4 separate regions of the Mus musculus genome follow, and regions 2, 3 and 4 are each linked to region 1. The links are chromatin contacts, called in public HiChIP or PLAC-seq, Micro-C and promoter capture Hi-C maps. All regions are on one chromosome and are shown on one strand. Each heading gives the region's core, a stretch centred on a gene start, on an enhancer-like site or on the middle of the called end of the contact. The rest is flanking DNA. Distances are from core to core; before and after follow the strand shown.

Region 1 (3,280 bases), core at 171-2,670:
CATGCATTAGTAACTTTTTAACTACCTGGGAAGGGAGACTTTTGAGAGAGAGCTGCATCCTTTCCGCAGTTGCAGGGATTGAGTTAGGATCATTCCAGAGGCCACAGCCGGAAGAGTCATAGGTTAACGGGACCCTGAGGAGGACTGAGCCAGGAAACTCACACTTGGGCCCTAGGGGCCAGAAACAGCAAACAGGGACCAGCAAAGAGCAATCCACTTTAGAAATTGTCCCTTTAGGTCCTTAAATGGCTCACTCTCTTTCCCTGCTTCCAAATGTGACCATAAAACCAGGCAGCACTCACCCTCGTGGAGCGGACAGGGCCACCAGAGCCCCCCTGCAAGCGTGCACCCAGACTATTTCCCGCAACCAGCCCTGGCGGCCTCTGCGCACCTTTTGCGCGCCCTGCTTTTCTCCACCTGACCGCCGCGCGCGTAGGGCGCCCCCAGCGCAAGACCCCGGGGTCTCCCGGAGCTGGGAGGTCCCGCGCATGGTGCTCTGAATACCTGGCAGCTCAGCAGCGATCCCTACCCACAGTTCTAGGACAGGCAACCTGGGCGAGCGTGCAAAAGAGCGCCGGCCCGTGCCGGCCCGTGGAGTCCCGGGACTGCGCGAGGGGGCGCCTCGGGGTGGGGATAAAAGGCAGCAACAAAGGGCACAAACCTCGTCCAGCAGTTGGTTGACTCGTCCCAAAATAGCTTTCTCCATCTGCTGCTCCCCGCGCTCTGCTTCCAAGCGCAGCACCCGGGCCTGCAGCTCCGCGGTCCGAAAGTGGGCGAGCAGGCTGAGCGCCAGCGAACACAGCGCTAGAGCCAGCAGTCCGCAGCACCCGGGGCTCGGCAGCCTAGCGCACTGCTCAGCCAGCGCCACTGTCCCGGGCCCCGGAGCGCCCAGCTCCCCAGGGCCGCGGCTGCCAGAGGCTGCCGCTTTGCGGGTGCGCTCCGCCACCATGCCCTCGCGTCTTGAGAGCCAATAAATAAATAAATAGAATAAATAAAAACGAGATCCAAGAGGCGCGATCCAAACTGAGAGGCAAGGGGAAAGGGGGTTAACGTGGCTAGAGGACGTCCCTTTCCTTTGCTCGCCAAAGAGGACCGAAAATGAGCAGTCGGAGTCGGGAGCAGCCAAGAGCCACCAGCAGACGCGATCGGAGTACGCCAAAGTAAGAAAAAAGTTATTTCGAAGAATGTTCCAAGTTCGGGGATCTGGCCCCGCTCCCCACTCTTTCCCTTCTCTCTTCTGCAGAGTTCTCGGGCTGGTGCGACGCTCGGGGTCCTTCTGGGTGTTTTGTGTCTCCGGGGAGAACGGGTGTCAGTCCCCGGGCGAAGGGGCACGCATGCAGGGCCCCATGGGCAGAGGTGGGTCGTGGCTGCAGTGAGCCGCGCTGGGGCCGATTCTGGCGCCTCTGTAACTTGACACAGCCGGCGCGGCCGCGCGGATCGGATGAGCGCCGGGCGCTACTTCCCAAACTAATCTCCTGCGCCCCTCCCTCGCCCTCCTCCCGCTCCTCCTCCGCCTCCTGCGGGGCTGCGGCTGGGGTTTGTTTATTTATGCAAAGTCGCCTGGGGTGGGGGGCGTGGTGTGCGGGGCCCCGCCGACCTCGGTAGCCCCCGTCCGGGGCTCCTGGTGCCCTTTGAAGTGACACTTGGGGTTATTTATAGGCGGGGAGGGGGTATGGGGTGGAGCGGAGGCTGCGCTCCTTTTCCCGTCCAAAGATTCACACTCAAGACCTCAAAGACATAGGGACCTGGCATCACAGCACCCCGCTTTCCCAGAACATCGGGGACCCTCCTGCCACCCAATGCACCGCACCACAGCACTCCTCTTTCCTAGGGCCTGGGTGGTGGGTGGTGGTGGGTGTGGGGGACCCTGCGGGCAACCTGTTGAATCACTGTCTGGACGCCTGCTTGGTCCTGTACGTCCTGAGTTGGGAGATCTGCAGTGACAGCAGACAATCTCTCCCTCACCATTTCTACCCAGGGCCCTGCTCTTTGCAGGTGTCTCTGGTGGGACCATGCCACCAACCACAGATTCGCTCAGAGTGGTAAACCCAGCGCCTCGGGGCAGCGGTATTGACCCCCCCCCCCACCTTTTCTCTTTCAGAACTAAACCTAAAGACCTACAGAACAGAAATTTATCAGGGGTCACGCCCATCGCCCGGGTTTATCCTAGGATGTCTAACAGGCGCGGGCGGGTGCGGGGAGGGGGGCGGGACTCTTATTTATGTTGAGCTGAGACGCATAGCAGACTAGCCAACCTAGGATTGCAAGCCATCAAAGGCGGGCAGTTCTCATACATACACACTCCATCTCCCCTTATCCACCTCAAAGCTAACCCTGTGGTGGCTTCCTTGACTGCCACGAGCTAGTGGTCTTTGGGAGTTCTGCATTTGGTATTTTCCTCTCTTTTCTACCCCCGCTCCCCACTTTGAGTGACGTTTGTCAGTAGACTTTTCATTTCCTTGTGCCTCTAGACACTCCTGAAAATGAGGTGGTGGGGCTGAAGCATCGGGCAGGGGAGGGTAGGCTGGCCCTTGAACTGTGAACCGGAAGTGGGGGGTGACAGAGGTGTGGGAGTGAGCGTCCTTTCCTAGTAACAAGGCAAACTTTACATTTTGCATGTTGACCAGTGAGAAGGAGCGTTATATGCAATGCAAACATTAGTGTGGAGTGCACACCTAACGGAATGGGAGCTTGTAATACAGTACTTATATAGACTTAATGTAAGACTGACTGCTAGGTAGTTGGATACCACGGAGAACTACTACGAGGCTAGAAAGCAATGCAGCTGACAGGACTGGTGCCCAGGAAGTCCCAATGTCAAGATTTCCTTGATGTGTCTCATTAACAAACAGGCCTCTGGGTCTCCAGCCTGGTCAAGGGATATCTCCTCCCAGTACAAATGCCTGAGAACTCAGAGGCACTCAGAACCACTAGGGGGCGCTGGAGAGTTTCTCAGCAGCAGTGTTCACTACAGGAAATTGAGCAAGTTGAGGCTTCTTCACGCCCTGCCCGGATCAGTCTGAAATGCCGTTTGAACTGACACAGCAAAACTGAAAACATTTCGGGCCTGAAGTATTTTTGAGATTGGTGTTTCAAGACTCAGGTAGCCTTGGTGTGGTAGCCTGAGTTGAGCCTCGCAATGGAAAAAAAAAGTTCAAACCCAAGGCTCTAAGTGACCCCATGCAGTCAGAAAAATGAATGAAAAAAAAGCCCTTTTCCGATGGTGGGTTTAAAATAAACCAGGTGTAGTGGTACGAGTCTGTAATCCATGCACTTGGAA
Region 2 (3,177 bases), core at 341-2,840, 280 kb before region 1:
ATCTTGTCATCTGTGTCTGCAAACCCAGGACTGCCTGCTCTGAGAATGCGCTTCATTCCAGTTCTGTCTGCCTCAACCGCTGTTTGCCCTTATTAGGTAGGTTTGTGACACAGGAGCACTGGAAGCATTAGGTGTGAGGCTGGGAAAGCAGCAGCAGTGTTAACTCCATTCCCAGAAGTCTCACTGAACATTAATACATCCTCTAATCCCAGCACTCTAGAGGCAGAGGCAGGCCGATTTCTGAGCCAGCCTGGTCTAGAGTGATTTCCAGGACTGCCAGGGCTACACAGAGAAACCCTGTCTCGAAAAACCAAGCCAAACCAAACCAAAAACCATTAATATACTTTAGAGAGATTCATGAAGTCTCTCCAAACATACCTGTTCATGCCCACCTGTCCTTGGAAAGTGAGGAACTTTTTAATACTATATTTTATGTGTACGTGTTTGCCTGCCTGAGTCATGAGTTCAGGGGACAGCAGATGCCAGACGAGAGTATTGAATATCCTGGAATTATAATTACAAGCAACTGTAAGGTACCATGTGGGTGCTGGGAACCAAACTAAGGTCCATGCTTAGAGCTGTAAGTGCTTAGAGCTCTTAAGTGCTGAGCCCTCCTCTCCAGTCTTGATTTTTACACTTGTAAATGGTGGAGGAGATGAGCTGTTATGAAATTCGAATTACGAGACTGGGTTATATGCTGAATATTTGGAAGTGATGATTTTATAGCCCACAAAACCTGAACTAGTTCAGTCTGTACTTTCAAAGTATTTGCCCTGACCTAACATAAATCCGGAGTGGTGGTTAGACATGTCGTGTGAAAGGTTGTATAATACATGGTTAAATAACCCATGGGTAAAGTAAAACTGTAATCCCTGGACTCTAGGGAGGATGTAGGCAGAAGAACTGCCGAAGTTCGATGCCAGTGTGGGCCAAAAAGTGGCACCCTGTGCCACTTTCAAAACAATTTATGTATTTAGGAATTTTAGTAACTGTCCTAGGAGCAATTTTGTGAGTCGCATGCCCCCTAGTGGATTGTTGTAGGATTTACAAAATTTTTTAAGTAGATCGGGGTTTGGTGGCTTGGGAGGTAGAAACTGGTAGATCCCGAGTTCGAGGCCATCCTAGTCTGCAGCTCGAGTTCCTGCACCAAGCAGAGAAACCCTATCTCGAAAATCCAGAATAAACACATGTATGTATGAATGTACGTACTGAATCAACCAAGGGTTCCCTTGGCCCATATTGTTCCACTGTCAAGAGACGGAGGTTGCTTACATCCGTGCAGTGGCTGTAGGGTACAGTTAGATGCCGGTCAAGTACGAGATTCGACTGGGGAGTGTCGCCCTTGTCGGTTTCCCTGTGACGCTTCACGTCTGTGTCTCAGGAGGTTTCTTTTCACCTCTTCCCCCGCCCCTCCACCCCGCCACCCCAAACCCAAGGATTCCTAGGCTGGCTAAATTAAGAGGGCGGGGAAAGGAGGATTAGCAAACGAGGAGTAGCATCAATAGCCAATCAGGACTCGGCGCTGTGCCCAACCAATAAGAGCGGTCGCTTGAGGTTTAGCCAATCGGGCTCGGCAAGGAGGCCTGAGTCAGAGTTTGCGCCAGTCGCCCTGTGGTGACAGCCGTTGTGCGACGTCTTGGGGAAGCCATGGGGCGGCAATGGGGACCCTCTATGAGAGTGGCGGAGCAGGCGGGCTGCGTGGTGAGCGCCTCGCGGGCCGGACAGCCTGACGCGGGCTCGTGGAGCTGCAGCGGGGTGATTCTGAGCCGTAACCCAGGCCTAGTGCTGTGCCACGGAGGCATCTTTACCCCCTTCCTGCGGACGGGCAGCGCGGCGCTGACCCAGACGGGCACCGCCTTCCTGCCGGGCGACAGTTGCAGCGATGACCTACGTCTCCACGTGCAGTGGGGACCCACGGCTGCCAGCCCTGCCGGTCGCGCGGATCAGGAACTCCCGGGGCTGTGCACGCCTCAGTGCGCAAGCCTGGGCCTCGAACCCGGCGCCCCGAGCCGGGCCCGCGCGCGGCCTCTGCAGCCCCCGCGACCAGCGCAGCTGCTGTTGCTGCTCAGCTGCCCGGCCTTCCGCTCGCATTTCGCTCGGCTCTTCGGGGCCGATGCGGTCGATCAATGGCACTTCGTAAGCTCGGCGCCCGACGATGCGGTTTCGGAGGAGGAAGAGGAGGACCAGCTGCGCGCGCTCGGCTGGTTCGCCCTGCTGCGGGTGCAGCGGGGCGCGGCGGCGGAGGAGAGGCGCGGACCGGTGGTGACCGTGGCACCGCTCGGGGCCGTGGTCAAGGGCGCACCGCTGTTGGCTTGTGGCTCTCCGTTCGGTGCCTTCTGCCCGGACATCTTCCTCAACACGCTGAGCCGCGGCGTGCTCAGCAACGCGGCCGGGCCGCTGCTGCTCACCGACGCGCGCTGCCTGCCGGGCACGGAAGGCGGCGGAGTGTTCGCCGCTCGACCTGCGGGTGCGCTGGTGGCTCTGGTGGCCGCGCCGCTCTGCTGGAAGGCCCGCGAGTGGGTGGGCCTCACGCTGCTGTGCGCCGCCGCCCCGCTGCTTCAGGTTGCCCGCTGGGCGCTCGCCCGTCTGCACCCCGGCTCCGCTTCCCTGTCTGTGCTGCTGCCGCCACCCGATGTGAGCACGCCACGGGGCCTGCCTCTGCGCGATCTCGGACCCCCGTGGGCGGCCGCGGCGGTGCTGGTGGAGTGTGGTACCGTGTGGGGCTCCGGAGTGGTCGTGGCGCCTCGCCTGGTGGTCACCTGTCGCCATGTGGCACCCCGGGAAGCAGCCAGGGTGTTGGTACACTCCGCTACACCCAAGTAAGACTCAGGACTGCCCGCCCTCACCAGGCCCCCAGTGTTAGAGACCTCAGTTCATATTTGACAACCAGGACTCCAGTGAGGGGATCTGGGCCTCTTGATAGGGCCCAGCGAAGCTTGAGCAAACTGCCAGGCACAAGCGACTCTTAGCGCGGGGACCCGTGGGACTATGGGCAGCAGCAGGTAGGACTGGGTGACTTTGAGCCCTTTAGCTAGCATGAAACTCTTTGGGCAGCTTTTCTGTCTCTTGGCTTTGCAGTTTAGGCCCTGTGAAAGCCCTTTGACCATAGAAGGCTGACCCTAAGAACTTCAACCCTGTAAGTGATAAACGAAAGCCCTGAGGTAATGATTGATGTGG
Region 3 (3,287 bases), core at 711-3,210, 260 kb before region 1:
GATTGCTTAAACAAGGCCTGCAAATAATCACACCAGGTAACATGCTGTGCAGATGGGGAAATTTCATAAGGCCCCATCTCTAAAGTTAGCAGTTAGTGGCTTCAGAGAGAGAGAGAGAGAGAGAGAGAGAGAGAGAGAGAGAGAGAGAGAGGTTGATTATGAGGTTTCTCTAGGGAAACCTCATTCTGCTGACATTACCCATTCCCAGATGGTTACATGTTCATAAGGGAAATATGAAACGGACTTAGTGAAGGGAGGGGAGCTTGGAGGTGGCTCAGAACACCCCCAGGCACCAAAGGAGAGTTATTACCCCAGAAGATCAAATTGGTGGAGGGTGGGGAGCTGCCTGTGGATGGGACAAAGGCAGCAGCAGGTGTCTCTGAAGGACAGTTTTTAAGGAGAAAAAGGGGAAGTCTGTACTCAGATGAGTTGGTGAATCCTGACTGGACAGTTAGCCAGTGCAGCCAAATCATGAATTTTGATGGCTGGACCTTGGTGTTCAGTCTCAGAAATGAGTCAGAGGCCAGTTAGGGGAGCCGACCTTGCGGGGCTAGCTTTAGTAATGATCTAAGGATTTAGCCAGGAGAGGGAAGGGGAAAGGGTAAAAGCTGCTGGTACCATGTATGTCGTGCCTGGGCCTGTTGGAGCCCTTCAGGTAGCTTCTGTCTCTGTCTGTTTCTGTGTGTGCAACAGTAGCAATTATAGAAGACAGGATGGAAATGATGGAAATGTTCATGTGTGAAATTCTCATCAAAACAAGTGTTCAAAGCAAAACAAAACAACCAACCAAATAAAGAAATGCTACCTACTGCCTATGTATGTTTGAGACAGGGTCTCTCACTGTAGCCCAGGATATCCTTGAACTTGTAAACCTCCTTGTCTCAGCCTCCCCAGTGGCTGTGGGTACAAGCATGAGTTAGTACACCCTGCTCAGGTATGTACGTGACCTCACGGACACTTGCCTACTGCCCCTAGGGTAGGGGACAATATCTGCTTGGAGACAGATGCCCTATCGTTCCCCTATGTAGCTTCGAATGCTCTGGCTTTCCTATCTCTGGCATCCTTCTGTGACTTGGCACACATGCTTGCTTCTCTCCCTTGCTCAGGGCTGACTTCAGTATGGGAGAGAGGCCTGAATACTTTTTGATCTCCAAGCTTCCTTACAGCAGTAGGTGACAGGAGATGTGGTAGTGTTTTGTTTGTCTTCTTGTTGTTGTTGTTTTGTTTTGTAGGGTTTTTGAGACCTGGTTTCTCTGTGTAGCCCCTGGATGTCCTGGAACTTGCTCCGAGTTGGCCTCAAACTCAACAGACATCCTCCTGCCTCTGCCTCCCTAGTGCTGGGATTAAAGGCTGCACCACTGCAGTCTGTCAGCAGTGGTGGTTTGATGGCTTCATTTTTTTGACAGGATCTCAGGAAGTCCAAAGTGGACTCAGTAGCCAATTTCTAACCCTCTTGCCTCTACTTCCTAAATGCTAGGATTACAGGTATGCACCACCGTGCTCTGCTTCTGTGGGTAAGAAATCCAGGGCACTCAGGATAGGCAAACAGCTCCTGAGTCTTGTGTTAAACCCCTTCTTTCTCCAGGCTACCATATAACCAAAGGATATACCGGTTCCGCTCTCCATTTTAAAGCTCCAGTGCAGGACCAAAGACTGGGCGAACAGCAGGCGCTCAGTCCGTATGCACATGTGTGCAGATGGCAAAGCTAGTGTGTGTGTGTGTGTGTGTGTGTGTGTGTGTGTGTGTGTGTGTGTGTTTGTGTGTGTGTGTGTGTGTGTGTTGGGGAGGCTCTCGGTTGTCTCCCAGAAACCCCTGGCAAAACTAAGGCGCAGGATCTTGGCAGGCTGAGAGGCTAGCTAGGCTGCATCAGCGCTGGGAGTGTCCAAGTAGGGAGCGGCTGGTAGGCGGTCAAGGTCAGTTCCAGGGCAGCGGGAGGGGCGGGGCTCGGGGGCGGGGCTCGGGGCGGGGCTGCGACCCGGAGACAGTGATGGGCACGCCCCGACACGGGGCCTCAGCGCCGGAAGACGCGAGGACCAAGGACCGCTACAGGTGAGGTCACTGGGGATCCTTGTTCCCTCGCGCGGCGTGGGGTACACTAGGGGCATGACAGGGGCCGCGGAATTAGGAGGGGGCCGTTGCCTAGGATACTTAACGCCGGTCCGGAGGACCAGGTTCCTCGGGATTCATTGCTCCTCAATGTCCGCTAAATCTGTCCGGGAAGAACTTGGGGTCTTGGGAGGGGGAAGCAGGACGCGCAGGGGTAGCGGGGCAGGCGTGGCCTTGATCTTGGGAGGGTCTCAGACAGAAGGACTGAGGTGTCTGAGTGCAGCGGGAGACCCTTAGGAATCTCAGAGAAAGTGAGTAGGGTTACCCAGGGGTGCATTGGAGGCCTGCTTCACCCCGCCCCCCTGTGAAATAGGGGTTCTGTTAGAAAAAGCGAGACCAGCAATGACTGAATCCCCTTCTCTTCTCTCTCTCTCTCCCTCTCTCTCTTTCTCTCCTCCCCCTCTCTCTTTCCCTTTCCCACTCTCCCTCTCTCTTACTCTTTCTTCCTCCCTCCTCCCCCTCTTCCCAGGCACCCTGTTCTTTCCAAGACCACACACTCCACACATCCCCATAGCTCACTAAGATAATTTTGACCCTGGGATTTAGGGGTGTGGGGGGGGAATGCTCAGCTGTCTTAAGAGCTGAGGCCCCCGGGGGAGGACAGGTGTAGTTTGGAAAGAAACTTCCAGATCTCCCCACTCAGCACCTATGAACCAAGGCTAGCATCAGCTTCTAACATGAGCCTGTGTCCCCTGCCAACACACCCCAAGTGCTCAGCCACACTCTCAAGGGACTGCATGTCAACACTGGCCTAAGTCACCTCCTGTTCACTAGAGCTGGGCCTATCAAGTACTGTACAGCCAGTGGGCCTTGTCTGGAGGGAGATGCAGGTTGGCAATGGCCAGGGATGGGCAGGTCACTTGGGGTGTGTGTGTGTGTGTGTGTGTGTGTGTGTGTGTGTGTCTGAGTGCAGGAGTGTCTATGCCAAAGTGAGTGCTTCTTTTCCTTCTCCTCTTCATTCTATCAGCCAGTCCCTTTTAGCATGGGGTGTTTTTCAACGGTATATCTAGGGGTGCATTCCTCAGCAGCTGTCCCTAGAGTGCTCACTCTCAGCCTGGTCTTTGGTGTCCAAAGAGGGGAGCCATCGCCTCCCTTCCCCAGTGGAAGAGGGGACAGATATCATAGCCTATTGAGTCACACTTCAGGAGCCTCTTCTGCCTCGAGGCCACAGTGGAGATGT
Region 4 (3,272 bases), core at 187-2,686, 440 kb after region 1:
AAGCAGTCAGCAGAGGGGGTTCTGGGAATCTAGTCCAACAAATGACAGAATGAAAAGCTGTCAAAGCAAATGGGTTTCTACTCTCCGGCTTGCCCTGGCTCTCATGGACTGCAGACAGGCGGCGTTTACCCACTAGCAAAGAAGGGGCTACAAGGGGGCCATACTTCTTCTTTCAAAGTTTGAAAAGCATTTAGAAGGCTAGAGGAGGCATCTGCCAGTTTCAGTGTACTGTTAGTGCCCGGGTGACCTTGGCAGAGTCTGGTTGCCCAGAGGACTCCTGTTGTCAATGGAGATGCTACATCCTCCTCCTTGCAGCTGTCAGCAGCCAGTGAGTGTGACCAGGGACACAGGCTGCACTCATTTTAGCTGCCAGGAGATAATCCTGGTCTCATCAGTCAACTAGAGCCCATCTTGATTTTGTAGCTGGGGCAAAGTAGCCAAAAAACTCTGACCTATTAATAGGACAATAGGACATGCTGAAAATTACAACTGTGTTAAAATGTACATGCCAGCCATGCCGAGTAGGTTGTAATTCCAGGCACTTGGGAGACTGAGATTGTAGTCTCAGACCAGAGTGGGCCATATAAGACCCTGTGTCAAAATCATAAAATAAACCCCAGGTTTTCTCTTGGTGCCTTTATTTCCATTTGATTTCAAACACATGAATAATCGGATGCACTTTTAAAAGTTCTCTTTCTAGCCGGGCGTGGTGGCACACGCCTTTAATCTTAGCACTTGGGAGGCAGAAGCAGGCAGATTTCTGAGTTCGAGGCCACCCTGGTCTACAAAGTGAGTTCCAGGACAGCCAGGGCTATACAAAGAAACCCTGTCTCGAAAAACCAACCAAACAAACAAACAAAAAGATCTCTTTCTTTATAAACGACTCACCTTCGTCGTGGCCTTGCCCCTAAATGGCCCTGAATTGGGCACAAAGTTCCTAGAACTTTTTGAAGACTTCCAATTTCCCATATTTGCCAAGAGGCTCTGACTGAAAGCCGGGACGAGGGACAATGAGCAATGTGGGACACTTACTACCTCTTCCTCCCTGAGACATTCACTGGTATTGGCTCCCTGTATCTTTTCCAATAAAGTCTCTTAAATACTTTTTCCTTTCCTGCTGGGGCTTGAACCCAGGACGTTATAGAAGCTAGGTAAGCACTCTAGAGCTGCCCTCCCCACCCCTGCCCCAGTGCCTTAATTCCTTTTGCTGTTGAGAGGGAGTCTGTTGGGTCTGTCAGCGTAGACTGGGCCAGACACCTCAGCTTCAGAGTCCTTACCTTCTTGATCTGGTCCTCCTTCAGCTTGGTGAAGTAAAACGCCACCAAGTGTACTGCAAACATGTTCCCAAGTGCGGTTGTTCCCGAGAGCGCCGAGTCTTCAGTACACTCTCTGTCTGCGGAGTGCTGCACGCCTCTAGTTTGGGCGGGGAGGTGGGTGCTTGGGCTAAATACTTCCAGCTGCTCGGTTCAATGATTAAACTTCGCCCGTCTTTGGTCCCTCCCTCCGCCACACACTCGATTGTCTAACAGGAGGCTCTGGTGGGAGCTGAAGGTAAGCAGAGGGGAAGGCTGGGGATTGATGGCTCACTTGACTATTTGAGAACTGAGCATCGAGAAAATCTTGTTGCTAAGTGACACACTAAGGCCTGTGCTCTAAGACCACTCAGCTAAGGAAAAGCTTGTGAGAAGTTGGGGGTGGGGTGGGGGGAGCAAAACAGAGCCAATTTATGAACTAAATCCCAGTTCCAGAATTCCTCTTCTCAGCGAGGCAACAGGACTGTAGACTCCTGGTATCCTAGGCAGCGTCTTTGGTTTTGTTTTTTGTTTCCAGATGGGTTTCACTGGTATTGGCTCCCTGTATCTTTTCCAATAAAGTCTCTTAAATACTTTTTCCTTTCCTGCTGGGGCTTGAACCCAGGACGTCATAGAAGCTAGGTAAGCACTCTAGAGCTGCCCTCCCCACCCCTGCCCCAGTGCCTTAATTCCTTTTGCTGTTGAGAGGGAGTTCGTGTTATAAGGAGTACTGTGTAAAACTGGCTGCTCTGGCTGTGGACCAGGCTGGCCTCGAACTCAGAGATCCACCTGCCTCTGCCTCCCGAGTACTGGGATTAAAGCTGTGTGCCACTGCTGCCTGGCTTCTGAGGCACCATCTTAACTAAGGCTAAGCAGTGTCCTGGTCCTGCAGATTCAAAAAAAAAAAAAAATGCTGAGACAATTCCTCTACTGTGGCAGATAAGCTAATGAGAAGTAATCAATACTCCACAGTGGTAAGCCAGACAGCCTTTAGTAGCTTGGGGCTGCTCTCTCTCTCTCTCTCTCTCTGTGTGTGTGTGTGTGTGTGTGTGTGTGTGTGTGTTGGGAGGTGGGGGCATTAAGAATGGAAGCCACCAGGCCCTGCTGGAGTGCTGCGCAGGAAGGATGTACTACCATTGAGACACCTGGTTTCTTGCCCTCTGCTCTCACCATGCGTGGTATGAGAAGGATCTGCCACATGGGAACACAACCTTTTGCAGTCCTCCCAGCCACTGGCTGGTTAGTGAATTCAGTGATGGCCAGCAAGGCCATCCACTCCAGGATGGGATATGAGATTATGACAAGGAGTGGGCAGAAGGAAAACAACCAAAATCAAAGACTTCTACAGTGTCCAGTAGCCTGGGAGTGAGGCAGGCAGGCAGGCAGCCTATGGGATTTCACTGAGGCAAAGGACAGCAAAGGCTGTTCGTGTTATAAGGCGTACTGTGTGTTGTCTAAGCACAGGAGAGCATGTCCCCTTCAGGTGTGAGTTAGCTAAGTAACCTGAGGCTTAATGACTATTAAAGGTCATGTGCATCCAGAGTATCTAGACAGACCATTTTGTAGCAGCTAGCCCAGAATGTCTGGGTGTGAAGTCATTAGCAGCCGCTGCCATGGATGGGGACTTTATTCATCCCATCTTATAGATCAGGAAGCTGGCCCTGAAGTGCTTAGTGTCTTCCTCAAAATCACGGTTGTGAATGCTTCAGCCAGGAAGCAACCCCAGAAATGTGATTCCAGAGCCCAGCTCATGACCAGTACTCAAGGCCAACTCTCCAACGCACCTTCCACCCAGTGCTCATCTGGTAACTACTAAGACTCTGCGAGGTTGAAGTTTCAGCAAAGCTGGAAAGTTAAGCACAGACAGCATTTCAGTAGACCCTCCCCAACAGGGAAAGGGGTTTCCTGAAAAACAAAGTCCTGACTCCACTCTTCCAAACACTAAGAAAACACACTGTAAAATTCAGTCGACTAGCCGGG

Evidence for each region. Promoter capture Hi-C pulls out the DNA fragments that hold promoters and counts their contacts. A called contact is a pair of places that touch in the nucleus more often than the background predicts. HiChIP or PLAC-seq counts read pairs in DNA pulled down with a chosen protein or histone mark.
Region 2: a contact with region 1 is called in a Micro-C map of embryonic stem cells, with 4 times the contacts expected there. The contact joins the promoter of Tysnd1 here to the promoter of Col13a1 in region 1. A contact is called at or near these places in 1 of 484 Hi-C or Micro-C datasets (embryonic stem cells) and 2 of 115 datasets of contacts at active chromatin or transcription factors (embryonic stem cells and fetal liver).
Region 3: an H3K4me3 HiChIP or PLAC-seq map of embryonic stem cells shows a contact between it and region 1, with 26 read pairs. The contact joins the promoter of Aifm2 here to the promoter of Col13a1 in region 1. A contact is called at or near these places in 1 of 115 datasets of contacts at active chromatin or transcription factors (embryonic stem cells) and 1 of 9 other capture datasets (pancreatic islet).
Region 4: a contact with region 1 is called in a promoter capture Hi-C map of embryonic stem cells, with 4 times the contacts expected there. The contact joins the promoter of Hkdc1 here to the promoter of Col13a1 in region 1. A contact is called at or near these places in 7 of 39 promoter capture datasets (the 3T3-L1 cell line, the C10 cell line, embryonic stem cells and 3 more) and 1 of 115 datasets of contacts at active chromatin or transcription factors (neural tube).

The regions. Positions count from the first base shown.
Region 1 is chr10:61,977,688-61,980,967 of GRCm38.p6, forward strand. Col13a1 (collagen, type XIII, alpha 1) reads right to left here and starts at 1,421. Exons shown (of 41, transcript NM_007731.3): 1 at 662-1,421. The coding sequence starts at 949.
Region 2 is chr10:61,693,924-61,697,100 of GRCm38.p6, forward strand. Tysnd1 (trypsin domain containing 1) reads left to right here and starts at 1,591. Exons shown (of 4, transcript NM_027912.1): 1 at 1,591-2,819. The coding sequence starts at 1,648.
Region 3 is chr10:61,713,303-61,716,589 of GRCm38.p6, forward strand. Aifm2 (apoptosis-inducing factor, mitochondrion-associated 2) reads left to right here and starts at 1,961. Exons shown (of 10, transcript NM_001284300.1): 1 at 1,961-2,050.
Region 4 is chr10:62,421,021-62,424,292 of GRCm38.p6, forward strand. Hkdc1 (hexokinase domain containing 1) reads right to left here and starts at 1,437. Exons shown (of 18, transcript NM_145419.1): 1 at 1,278-1,437. The coding sequence starts at 1,340. Gm30322 (a long non-coding RNA gene) reads left to right here and starts at 1,486. Exons shown (of 3, transcript XR_380484.3): 1 at 1,486-1,551.